Regions from separate parts of the Mus musculus genome. Here regions 1 and 2 are each linked to region 3. A link is a contact called in public HiChIP or PLAC-seq and promoter capture Hi-C data. All regions are on one chromosome and are shown on one strand. The core of a region is the stretch at or near the end of the contact, and the rest is flanking DNA. Distances in the headings are between cores, read along the strand shown.

Region 1 (3,088 bases), core at 418-2,917, 190 kb after region 3:
CCACATACATGTGGCACACAGACACACAAAACAATTTATTAAAAAAAAAAAAAAAAGCCGGGGGTGGTGGCGCACGCCTTTAATCCCAGCACTCGGGAGGCAGAGGCAGGCAGATTTCTGAGTTTGAGGCCAGCCTGGTCTACAAAGTGAGTTCCAAGATAGCCAGGGCTACACAGAGAAACCCTGTCTCAAACCCCCCACACCCCCAAAAAAAAGGAAAGGAAAAAGAAAAAATGTGGAAATGGGATGTAAAGAACAGGAAAGATAAGGTTAGAGGCAGGGTTAATTATTTGAGGAGGGGCTTTGAAGACCGAGCAAGGGCATGCCAGCCAAATGAGGTAGGTTTCTAGAAGCTGCAAGAGGCAAATTAAATGTTTCTCTCCTTGTCCGGGCAGTGGTGGTGCATGCCTTTAATCCCAGCACTTGGGAGGCAGAGGCAGGTAGATTTCTGAGTTTGAGGCCAGCCTGGTCTACAGAGTGAATTCCAGGACAGCCAGGGCTACACAGAGAAACCCTGTCTCAAAAAAACAAACAAACAAACAAACAAAAAATGTTTTTCTCCTAAAGCCTCAGGAATGAATACAGCCCTGCTGTATTCAGCCTGCTGTATAACACCCACATCTGACTTCTAGCCTCTAAAATATACGACAATAATGTGTCATTTTAATAATGTGTCACTAGATGGGTGGTGATTGTTGTTTTGATGGCCATAGAACAGTTAAAAGTCCAAACTCTTACTGAGGAAGCTCTGCAGGCTTGGAACTTCAGTTGTTATCTTGGGGTGATGGACAGAATTACCTTCACAAAGATGAGAATGAAACATGCCCTTACCCTTTTTGGGCTGGTTTGATCTGTGTAATAGGAGATGCTAGCATCAGATGAAGAAGGGTAAGGTCTTTGAACTCACGTTACTAACACCTGCTGCTGCCATAGTCACTGTCCTGCACAGTCCTGGAGAACTGTAATTGGACTTTCCAAGGAACGGTATGACACTGGGGTATGCGGGAGGCATCCCACAGGGAGACATAAGAAAATGGCAGTCACCCTCCCAAAAGGTCAAGAACTGTATTATATGCAGAACACAGCAAAGGTCCCCCAATGTGGAGGTCCCACATAAGAGTACCTCCCTTCCCCAGTCACCATGACTCAGAATGGTATCTTCCACCACCCTTGCCCCAGCTCCCTGCTTCCCTCGAACCAATGTTTCAGTCCCCTGAGCATCTCCCTAGCTGGGTCCCAGCCCTCAAATTCTGCCACTGGGACAAGGACCCCACCCCCACCCCCAGGTCATACGCAACAAAACTGCAGAAGGATGGACATGTACCAGGTAGAGTGGGCTGGGGTAGGGACGCGTTGGGGGTTGTGTGTCCCAGATTGGGGGTGTCCAGGGGTAGTGTGGGTTTATGAAAGGGAAGCATGGAGAAAGGAAGAGCCTCGCGGATGGCCGACAAGAAAGCGGCCAGAATCTGGGGGTGGGGGGCCAGAGCCAGGGACCCTTCCGAACACCGGTCCCGCATCCCCAGACCTCTAGGCTAGGAGTCGCTTCTGGAGCCAGGACCCTCCCGCCCGCTGGGGGCCCGTCCTCACCGACGGCAGCAGGCCCTGCCTCTCGGACGACGGAGCCGTGGCGGGTCCCTCAGCCTCAGTGCTTTGGGCCCCCGCCTTGGCTCCCGCCGTCACCTCAAGCTAGGGTCACGGGGCGAGCATGCGCAGGATGAGGGGGCCCCCATTCCTTTGTCGAATTCCGTCTATCCGGATATTACCTTCGCAGCGACAAGTTGAACGCTCGATGAATAGGCGTGAGGGGCGGGTCCATTACCCGGGAAGGGGGCGGAGCCAGTAGGAATTGGGCTACCTGGGTTTAGGATCCCCGGTATGGTCTACTGACGTCTTTCCACTTACTTCCCCCGTATTTGACTCTGACTCCCTCCTGGAGCATAACTCCAGTTCCAGGGGATTAGACGCCCTCTTCTGGTCTCTGTCCATCCAAGCAAAACATCCAAACACAAATATAAATAAATACTAAATAAAGCATAAACTGGAATGCTTATTTAAAGGTTTTTGTCTGTCCCTCCGAGGGAAGGGAAATGTGTTCTTCATTGAAGCTAACATTCCTAACTGCGCAGCATCCTTTGTCATTAGCCCAGCCCTCGCCCATTGGTCCAGTATTTATCATTTGTTCAGCCGTCGCCCATTGTTGTAGTCACTGACTGCTGAAATAGCCCTGGCACAATTCAGTGACTTTATCCCCGCAACCTTCTACTGTGGAGATGGAAACCGGAATGGCTCAGGGCGCTGCTTTCTGTATTTTGCGTGCTCGTGCATCCTATCATTCTGGGATTGCTGGCCCTCACCCATCTGCAGAAAGGCTCTCCCCCTTTACTCCCACATGGCCCTGGCTCCGCAGGTCCTTGGGTCCCACCCTTCTTCCTGGCTCCTTTTCCTCCATGGCCCCATCCTTTCTCTCGAGTCAACGTCATTTCCTGGGCATTCTCTAGTAACGCAAAGGTCTTCATGAATTACGTCATTTGCAATCAATCATAGTCTTGGTTGTTTCTAAAATTATTATGTTCTAATAAGATATATTATTATATATGGTATAATATAATTGTATATTATATATAATCTTCACGTATAAATCACTGATGTTAAGCCTCTGTCTCAAAAGAACAAAACAAGGGGTCCAATGAGGTGGCTCCCCTTTAGATAGCTGGTTCAACCAGAAGCCTTAGTTTACAGCACTTGCTACCAAGCCAGGCCTACCCAAATTTAATCCCTAGGACCCACATAAAGGTAGAAGGAGAGAAATCACTTCACAAAGTTGTCTTCTGATCTCCACACACAAACCCATGACCACACGTGGAGAGATGGATCATTGGTTGAGAGCACTGGCTGTTCTTCCTGCACCTATATGGCCGCTCGCAATGATGCAGATCTCCTGGAGCATAACTCCAGTTCCAGGGGATTAGACGCCCTCTTCTGGTCTCTGTCCATCCAAGCAAAACATCCAAACACAAATATAAATAAATACTAAATAAATATTGTGGAGGCTATTTTCAAAACATGGAACCAATAAAGATCTTGTATT
Region 2 (3,455 bases), core at 150-2,649, 230 kb after region 3:
CTGCACTGATGGCTTACAGCAGCTAAAAGCTCTGGCAGAGACTTCCAAGGGCATTTTCTAGCACCCATATAGATTGGTTCACAATTCCACTTCCATGAGATCTGATCCCTTTGGCCTCCAGAGCACCTGAGCACCTGGACTGTATGAGAGCAGGTATCACACACACAAAAATAAAACTCACAGGCCTCTGAATTCTGGCTTTTCCAAGCTCTCTAGATATATCTAATTCAAAAGGTAGTTGGAATTTTTTTTTTTTTTGAGAAAATATCTCAAACAGTATTTTGTTCTTGAAATTCTGATCCTCCTACATCTAGCTCCCAAACAGGATTATTGCCCAGTTTTTTCCGCCTGGTGATCTAACCTAGGCTTTCATACAGGTTATGTTAACACTAAACACAGCTGCACCCCTGAGTCCTATCAAGTTTTTCTCTCCACTCCCCACCTTTCTTTTAAAAATCAACCTTAACCTTAAAACGGGAATTATGAGGAGCATAGAAAGCAGCACTAAAAACACTATGTGGTTCCTAGACCAGCAGAGGGTCTTTCAAGAAAAAGATCAGTGGGTATCAGTGAGAAAAGCCCTTTAGAGACATGAATCCAGGCTCTAATCTGGAGTTACAGCTGGAATTAGCTCAATGTATTTAGATTACTGGCACGCTTCTGGGAAGCCTGACTCGGGATTGGGGCATGAGGACCCAACTCCGCAGGCTAGCTTATTCAAAACTGGAGCTGGCTTCTGGAGGTGAGCTTGAATGCCAAGTGTTTCTAGAACATCAGAAGACTGGCGAGGGTAAACACTGGCTGGGTGAATCACTGGTGGGATCTTGACCTATCTTCTAAACAACACTTGCATTCCTCGAGTTCCACCCCACCCTGTGACAGTGGGATTCCGGTGGGCTCCCGACAGGCCGAAGGTGGCTAGCCAGGAACAAACCCTGGCTCTGCCACGACCTTCGGCTGCGTAAGATTATCGAGGCCTCGGTTTCCCCAACCGCTGAGCAAGACGGCCTGGCAGGGCGGGGCGGCTGCCGGGAGACCTGATGCTGCCGGCTCTTCAGCACGATCAAGAGACCTCCTTGTTAAGTGTCCTGTCTGGACCCCCGCGCGCGCAACCGCCACGCCCGCTCGTCGCACCTTGTAAAGCCGCTGCTCCTCTGGCGGCCGCTTGAGGATGCCCTCGACGATGCGCTTCAGTTCGAACACGGTGCTCGACTCCTTGGCGTCCGTAAAGATGGTGGTCTTGTGGCGCCGGATCATGAGAAACACGTCCTGAGGACGGCGGGCCCGCGTCAGCGCTAGCCCGCGGCCCCCGGCGTGGCCCCGGAGCCCCCGCCGCCCCCGGCCCCGCGCCCCTCCCCCCCGCGCCCGCTCACCATCCCGGCGGCTGCTTCTGGCTCGACGCGCCGGCGCGGCCGCGCTCCGCCCCTTCCCGGCAGCCCAAGCGCGACCCAGCGTGCTCTGCGCGGCCCCGCCCGCCCCGCCCCCTATCCTGCAGCCCCTCCCACGCCGTTGCGGCCATCTTAAGCGATCCGGAAGCCACTTCCTGTGCTTGGCCGCCATCTCGGTGTCTGGGTTATAGGTGGTTATATATTGAGCCCGTCTCGGATCCGTGGTGCAAGCTGGGCTTGCTTTGGGGCGTAGAGAGTGAGTCACGGAGAGCTACTCATGCATATCTGCCATGAACAATTTTATATGAGTGTTTTATCTGCATTTATGCCTATGCAACTGTTACATGCAATGCTTGGGAAGGCCAGAAGAGGGCCGTCGGGTCCTCTGGTCGTGTGGGGTGCAGGAAATCGAACCTAGCTAACTCCTCGAAGAACAGCCAGTCCTCATAATCATCGAGCCATCTCTCCAGCCCACGTTTATTTATGGGTCAAGCTCTTGCAGGGAATGTGAGGGGTAACTTTACAGCCATTTTGAGACGATGTACAATTTTGGATCTAAGATCACCACTGTGTATTCTCCTCATCCAGCTCTAGGCTTGGGTCTAAGGGTTTGTTAAATCCAATTCAGCCATGCTTTGTGGCCTCTTAGGAGCTAGAGAAACTATTGCTCTTCGAGACTTCTGCTGTAGTTATTAGGGTCCACTCTAGCTAGACTTGGCCACCTGGTCCCAGTACACCAACTAAAAAGTGTTAATAGTGAAAAGCATTGATAGGTTTACTTAATGTGGCCATAAGAAGAGGTCCAGTGACTTTCCCAAGTCGACTGTGGAGTTTGTTTAAACTGAAATGGAACAAATGAGTAGTGTTAGGCAAGGTATGGCCCATCATTTGACTGTCCTACAAGATGGCCTGATGAGCTGTGACATCTGTTTCAGGTCAAACCCTTCCTTATTCCAACATGAGATTCCTGGGGAAATCCTGATTACTTGGAGACCATTGTTTTTAACAGCCTTGAGAAGGCTAGGCTGACTTCACGACAGACTTCAAATTGGCAGTTAAGGACACTAGGCCTAAAAACTGGGCAAGTCCAGGGAAGTCAATTGATGATTTAAAAAAACAAAACAAAACAAAACCCTAGGCTCCAGCCTTCATGTCCAGGTAATGGACTGTCCCAACTACCTCGTCTGATGCAAGGACAGTGGGTCAGCAGCAGTTTCCAGACATCCTCAGCTACTTAGTAACAGTTCCCAGACCTCCCCAGCAAGTTTCTAGTCCCCACACCATGTTAATAGAATTCTGTAGAGATGTGCACAACAGATTAACATAGAGGTCACCTACACTGGAATTCTCTAATGTGCTTTAAATCAGGCCTGAAAGCTCACTTGGGTGTCTCTATCTTGGTAATAGGAGACCCCAGCATGCTGGACTTGTGCAGCTTAAAACATTCTTTGCATTTACATACTATTTGAGTCTGGGGTATCATTCTTTGGAGAATCATGTATCCTTACAGACTGATAGTCAAAGAGGGGTGGGGAACAAAAGGACAGTGGCTCTTTGGATTATCTTCATTCCTTTTACTATCTCTGGTACATTTCCTGGGACTGAAGAAGACAGGATATTGTCCTCTCCCTCCAGGAACCTGGGTCAACAGCTCACCTTCCGTCCTAGATTCAGTTCCCAGAAAGGTCTGTAGGCTTGATTTTTCAGACCCTTCGAACACTGATTTGTGCCATCCTAAATTATAAGACCAAAGGCCCTCTCAGCTTCTCTGCCAGTGGTGGGCAACCATCAGAGTTTCAGACAAGGCTAATGGGTGGCCCTAAGTTGTAGGATCTGGGAGAATTGTCTGTCTGAGCTTGTTAGGGAAATAGGAACAAAGTGCTAACTAGCTCTGTTTGGAGCAAGTTTTCCTGATACTCTTAAGCCAGGCTGGCCTTGAACTCAGTAGCCACCATACCTACCTAGAGTGAGCTTTCCTCATTTTAATCATATTACAATACTAAATTCTCTGCTAGAGACATTCCCACCCTATTTAAACATTTTTATTTTTAATTATATGTTTGTGTG
Region 3 (3,420 bases), core at 841-3,340:
CTGCTGGACCACCAGTCAAGGGCCCTCTGCTGGGTACACGATGGTTTCTGCTTCCCCAGGGTGGGCGGCTGCCTCCACTAGAGTTCAAGAAGCAGGATAGGTTCATGTCTACGGTTAGTGTGTAGGCTAGTGTGTAAAGGTGAACATGTGCGGGCTCAGACCACGCAGAGAAGCAGGAGTTGGGGAGCCTGTTTACACAAGCTGTAAACTCGTCAGCCTTCCTCCCTACTCTCAGAACCTTTGTTGCGCCCCCTCCTCCCCGCCCCCCAAACCACCGCAACCACAGACAGGAAGGACTCTACCCACTGTGCCCAGCTGCTGTTAGAGAAAGCTCTCCACTCCTTCACCCTGCTCGCCGCGCCTCCAGAGAAGGCCACGCCTATTCCAGAATGCCCCGCTCCCACCATCCGGCCCACCTCTCTTGGGTTGGGGCTTCTAGAGAGGAATCAAAGTTGCAGGATTGTGGGAGGAGTCCGCAGCAGGAAGTTGAGGTGCTCTGCCATTGAAAAACTGGAAATCTCTTGAGGGCGGTGCCTAAGTCAAGCTGTCGCTCAGCCTTTTCCTGTGTCCTGCGTGCTAGGCGTTGGGCTCTGTGCTGAGGACATAGAGCGCAGTAAGAAAACTGGTGCCTACTGGGTGGTCCAGTGAGATCCACCCCACACAGTTAAAAATAAGCTGGATGCTGACCCTAGCAGGGAAACTTAGGAGCAGCCAGAGCAAGGCTGGGCCTAGTCACGACAGTCTGAGACATCAGGGCTTTGGGGGCGACCAGCGCCGAGTTTCCTTGACCCCGCGAGTGATGTAGTGCACTCTAGAACGGGGTGGACACTCCAGATAGCACCACTGATTCCCGGAAGGAATCCTCCTCTGTATTTGGGAGCATGTAACTAAGAAAGCCCATCAATGCAAAGGGGAGAGTTTGACTTTAAAGTGGGCTCCAAAGGGTTTGTGGAGGTAACTTCTCCTGAGAGGCGGGGCGAGGCGGAGGGCGCTGTTAGTAGGACAAAGCCACTAGCAGGATTCTGGTGGGGGAGACTTTTAAAAGCTATATGGACTGAGGAACACTCATCTTTATCACATCTTCTTGTCGGTGTATGTTTTAATTTTTTTCTCACTACATTTATTTATTTACTTATTTATAGGTTGGGTGGGGGCACATGTGGAAGTCAGAGGACTACTTGTGGAAGTCAGTGGCCCAGGTTTTTGTTTGTTTGTTTTGAGGCGGGATTTCATGTAGCCCAGTGACTTCAGACTTCATATTAGCTGAAAGAGGCCTGCCTCCATTTCCCAGATGCAGAGATTACAAGTGTGCACGATCATGCCCAATTTTATGATGTGTGCTTCCTGCTTGGCAGGAAAGCATTCTACCAACTGAGATGTATCCCTTTGGTTTTGAGTTTTTGAGACAAGTTCACTCTGTTACACCAAGCCCATCTGGAATTCAGGGCACTCTTCCAGCCTTAGCTGAACCTGGAAAAGATAGCACTGCAGGTGTAAACCATCACACCTGCCTTCTGTCCCCCTCCTTTTCTACTTTGAGACAAGGTCTCACCACGTAACTATAACCTGTAACTCAATATGTAGACCAGGCTGGTCTTGAACTAATAAGAGATCCACCTGCCTCTGCCTCCTGAGTGCTGGAATTAAAGGTGTTTTCCACTCTAATTGACCTATTTTATTTTCTTACAACTGCAGTCTCATCTGTTCCTTGGAATGCAACCCCCACACCCCAAATCCACCTGGGGCAGGGCCTCATTCCTCAGTTTAGCTCCATGTCCTTAGAGCCTGCTGTTTAATAAACATGTAGATAAATATTTGTTGTATGAATGAAAAGCCAAGCAAAGAGGCCTACACACAGCAAGCACGTAAAACAGAAGCTCTTGGCCCCAAAAGGGCATCAGTCTGTCTCCGCGTAGATGGAGAAGCTCTGGCTTAGAGTAACTTAACTCTTACAGAAGCTTGGCAAAGTTAGAATCTGGAGTCATCACTTTTCCCTTGGTTTGTTTCTGGCTCCTCCCTCTTCCTTACCCCACCCAGACTGGGAGGTGAAGGGTTAATTCCTGGAAGCCCCTTTATCCCCTTACCTGAAAGGGATGGGTCAGGCAGGGAACTTCCTGTTCCATTTCCCGGGATTCCTTTCCCAAACTAGGCTACGCTGCCTCTTACCCTGAATTCTCCCAAGGATCCCCAAACATCTCGGCCTCAGGCGTCGGTACCTGGAGTGGTGAGTTGGAGGGCTGGGGTGTAGGCTTACAGCACTGTGGAGAGTGAAGGGTGTTTCGGGGGACCTACTGGTAGGCTGAGAGCTAGAAAAGTCTTGGTTATAATGAGCGGGTAACTCGTGCTGGAGACTCCAAGGCCACACAGCATGATGCATTTGTGGCCTTGGAGACATGAGGGAGGGTCCCAGAAGTGACGATGCCATGCGTTCCTAGCACCAGAAGGGGATCTCTGCCTTAAAAAAAAAAAAAAAAAAAAAAAAAAAAACAAGTTAACAGAGTTGAGCAAGTTAGACTGCTAGCAGAGAAAGGGGGTTATTTCTTGCAGAGGACCACTCTAGCTCCCTAGTGTGTAGGTGGATTTTATAGCAGTACCTACATACAAATTTAGACCGGCCAGATTTCACTAAAGAGCTTTCTCGCCCCACACCCAGCCAACCCCCTACAGAGGTGCATATTAATAGGCCTTTTGTCCTGGAGACCTGGGGGAGGGACAGGCTTTCTAAGGCCTACTTGCCTGAATTCCATCTCTTGGAAACCTCTGGCAAGTCCTCACCTAGAAATTCCAGCTGCTGTGTGGTTAGGCGGGCCTTTGACCAGAATCTAGAATTCTCTCTTTCTTATCTATGCTGTCATACTCCAAGCTAATACTGGCAAAATTTCATGGGGTAGGACGCAAATAGTGGGTTCGGAACCCCATTTCCACTTTAGCAAGCAGTATTGCAGCACCGGGTGAAGCTGTGAGTAAATCACCTTGGACTCTCTGAACCTGTAGGATTAATAGGTTGATCTAGCAAGTGAGTCCGGGCGGGATGAAGTGAGCAGCAGGCAACTGACTGGGCTGCTAAACGCTTGGAACTCACGAGCATCTGCTGCAGAGTGGCCAGAGTGACTTCACTCTCTAATTGTTTTTATTTTTTTAAGGTTTATTTATTTTATATACAGAGGGTTTGTATGAATGTGCATCTGCGCACTATAAGAGGGAACTGGGTCCCACCAACAGTTGGGAGTTGCCATGTGAGTTCTGGGACTTGAAGTCTCATGAGCTCCGGAAAAGCAGCCACGCTCTGAGCCTGGAGCGCCTCCATATCATATTTCATATGCTTCTTCAGACAGCGAAATGCAATGCTGTTTCCTGTGTGTGTGAGCCAGAAATTAGGGCTCGATGTGCTGGCTGGGCACAGGCCCTGAAGATACTACT

The links. HiChIP or PLAC-seq counts read pairs in DNA pulled down with a chosen protein or histone mark. Capture Hi-C pulls out chosen DNA fragments and counts their contacts.
Region 1: a contact with region 3 is called in an H3K27ac HiChIP or PLAC-seq map of embryonic stem cells, with 14 read pairs. The contact joins the promoter of Flywch2 here to the promoter of Zscan10 in region 3. A contact is called at or near these places in 1 of 39 promoter capture datasets (embryonic stem cells), 2 of 484 Hi-C or Micro-C datasets (forebrain and nephron progenitors), 4 of 115 datasets of contacts at active chromatin or transcription factors (embryonic stem cells, epiblast stem cells and pancreatic cancer cells) and 2 of 9 other capture datasets (adipose tissue and pancreatic islet).
Region 2: a promoter capture Hi-C map of adipose tissue shows a contact between it and region 3. The contact joins the promoter of Elob here to the promoter of Zscan10 in region 3. A contact is called at or near these places in 1 of 484 Hi-C or Micro-C datasets (rod photoreceptor), 3 of 115 datasets of contacts at active chromatin or transcription factors (all in embryonic stem cells) and 3 of 9 other capture datasets (adipose tissue, liver and pancreatic islet).

Annotation. Positions count from the first base shown.
Region 1 is chr17:23,784,414-23,787,501 of GRCm38.p6, forward strand. Flywch2 (FLYWCH family member 2) reads right to left here and starts at 1,668. Exons shown (of 3, transcript NM_029798.4): 1 at 1,588-1,668.
Region 2 is chr17:23,827,710-23,831,164 of GRCm38.p6, forward strand. Elob (elongin B) reads right to left here and starts at 1,400. Exons shown (of 4, transcript NM_026305.2): 1 at 1,374-1,400; 2 at 1,135-1,269. The coding sequence starts at 1,376.
Region 3 is chr17:23,598,736-23,602,155 of GRCm38.p6, forward strand. It overlaps Zscan10 (zinc finger and SCAN domain containing 10), which reads left to right and starts at 2,091. Exons shown (of 7, transcript NM_001289481.1): 1 at 2,091-2,224. It also overlaps a transcript of Zfp13 not described here.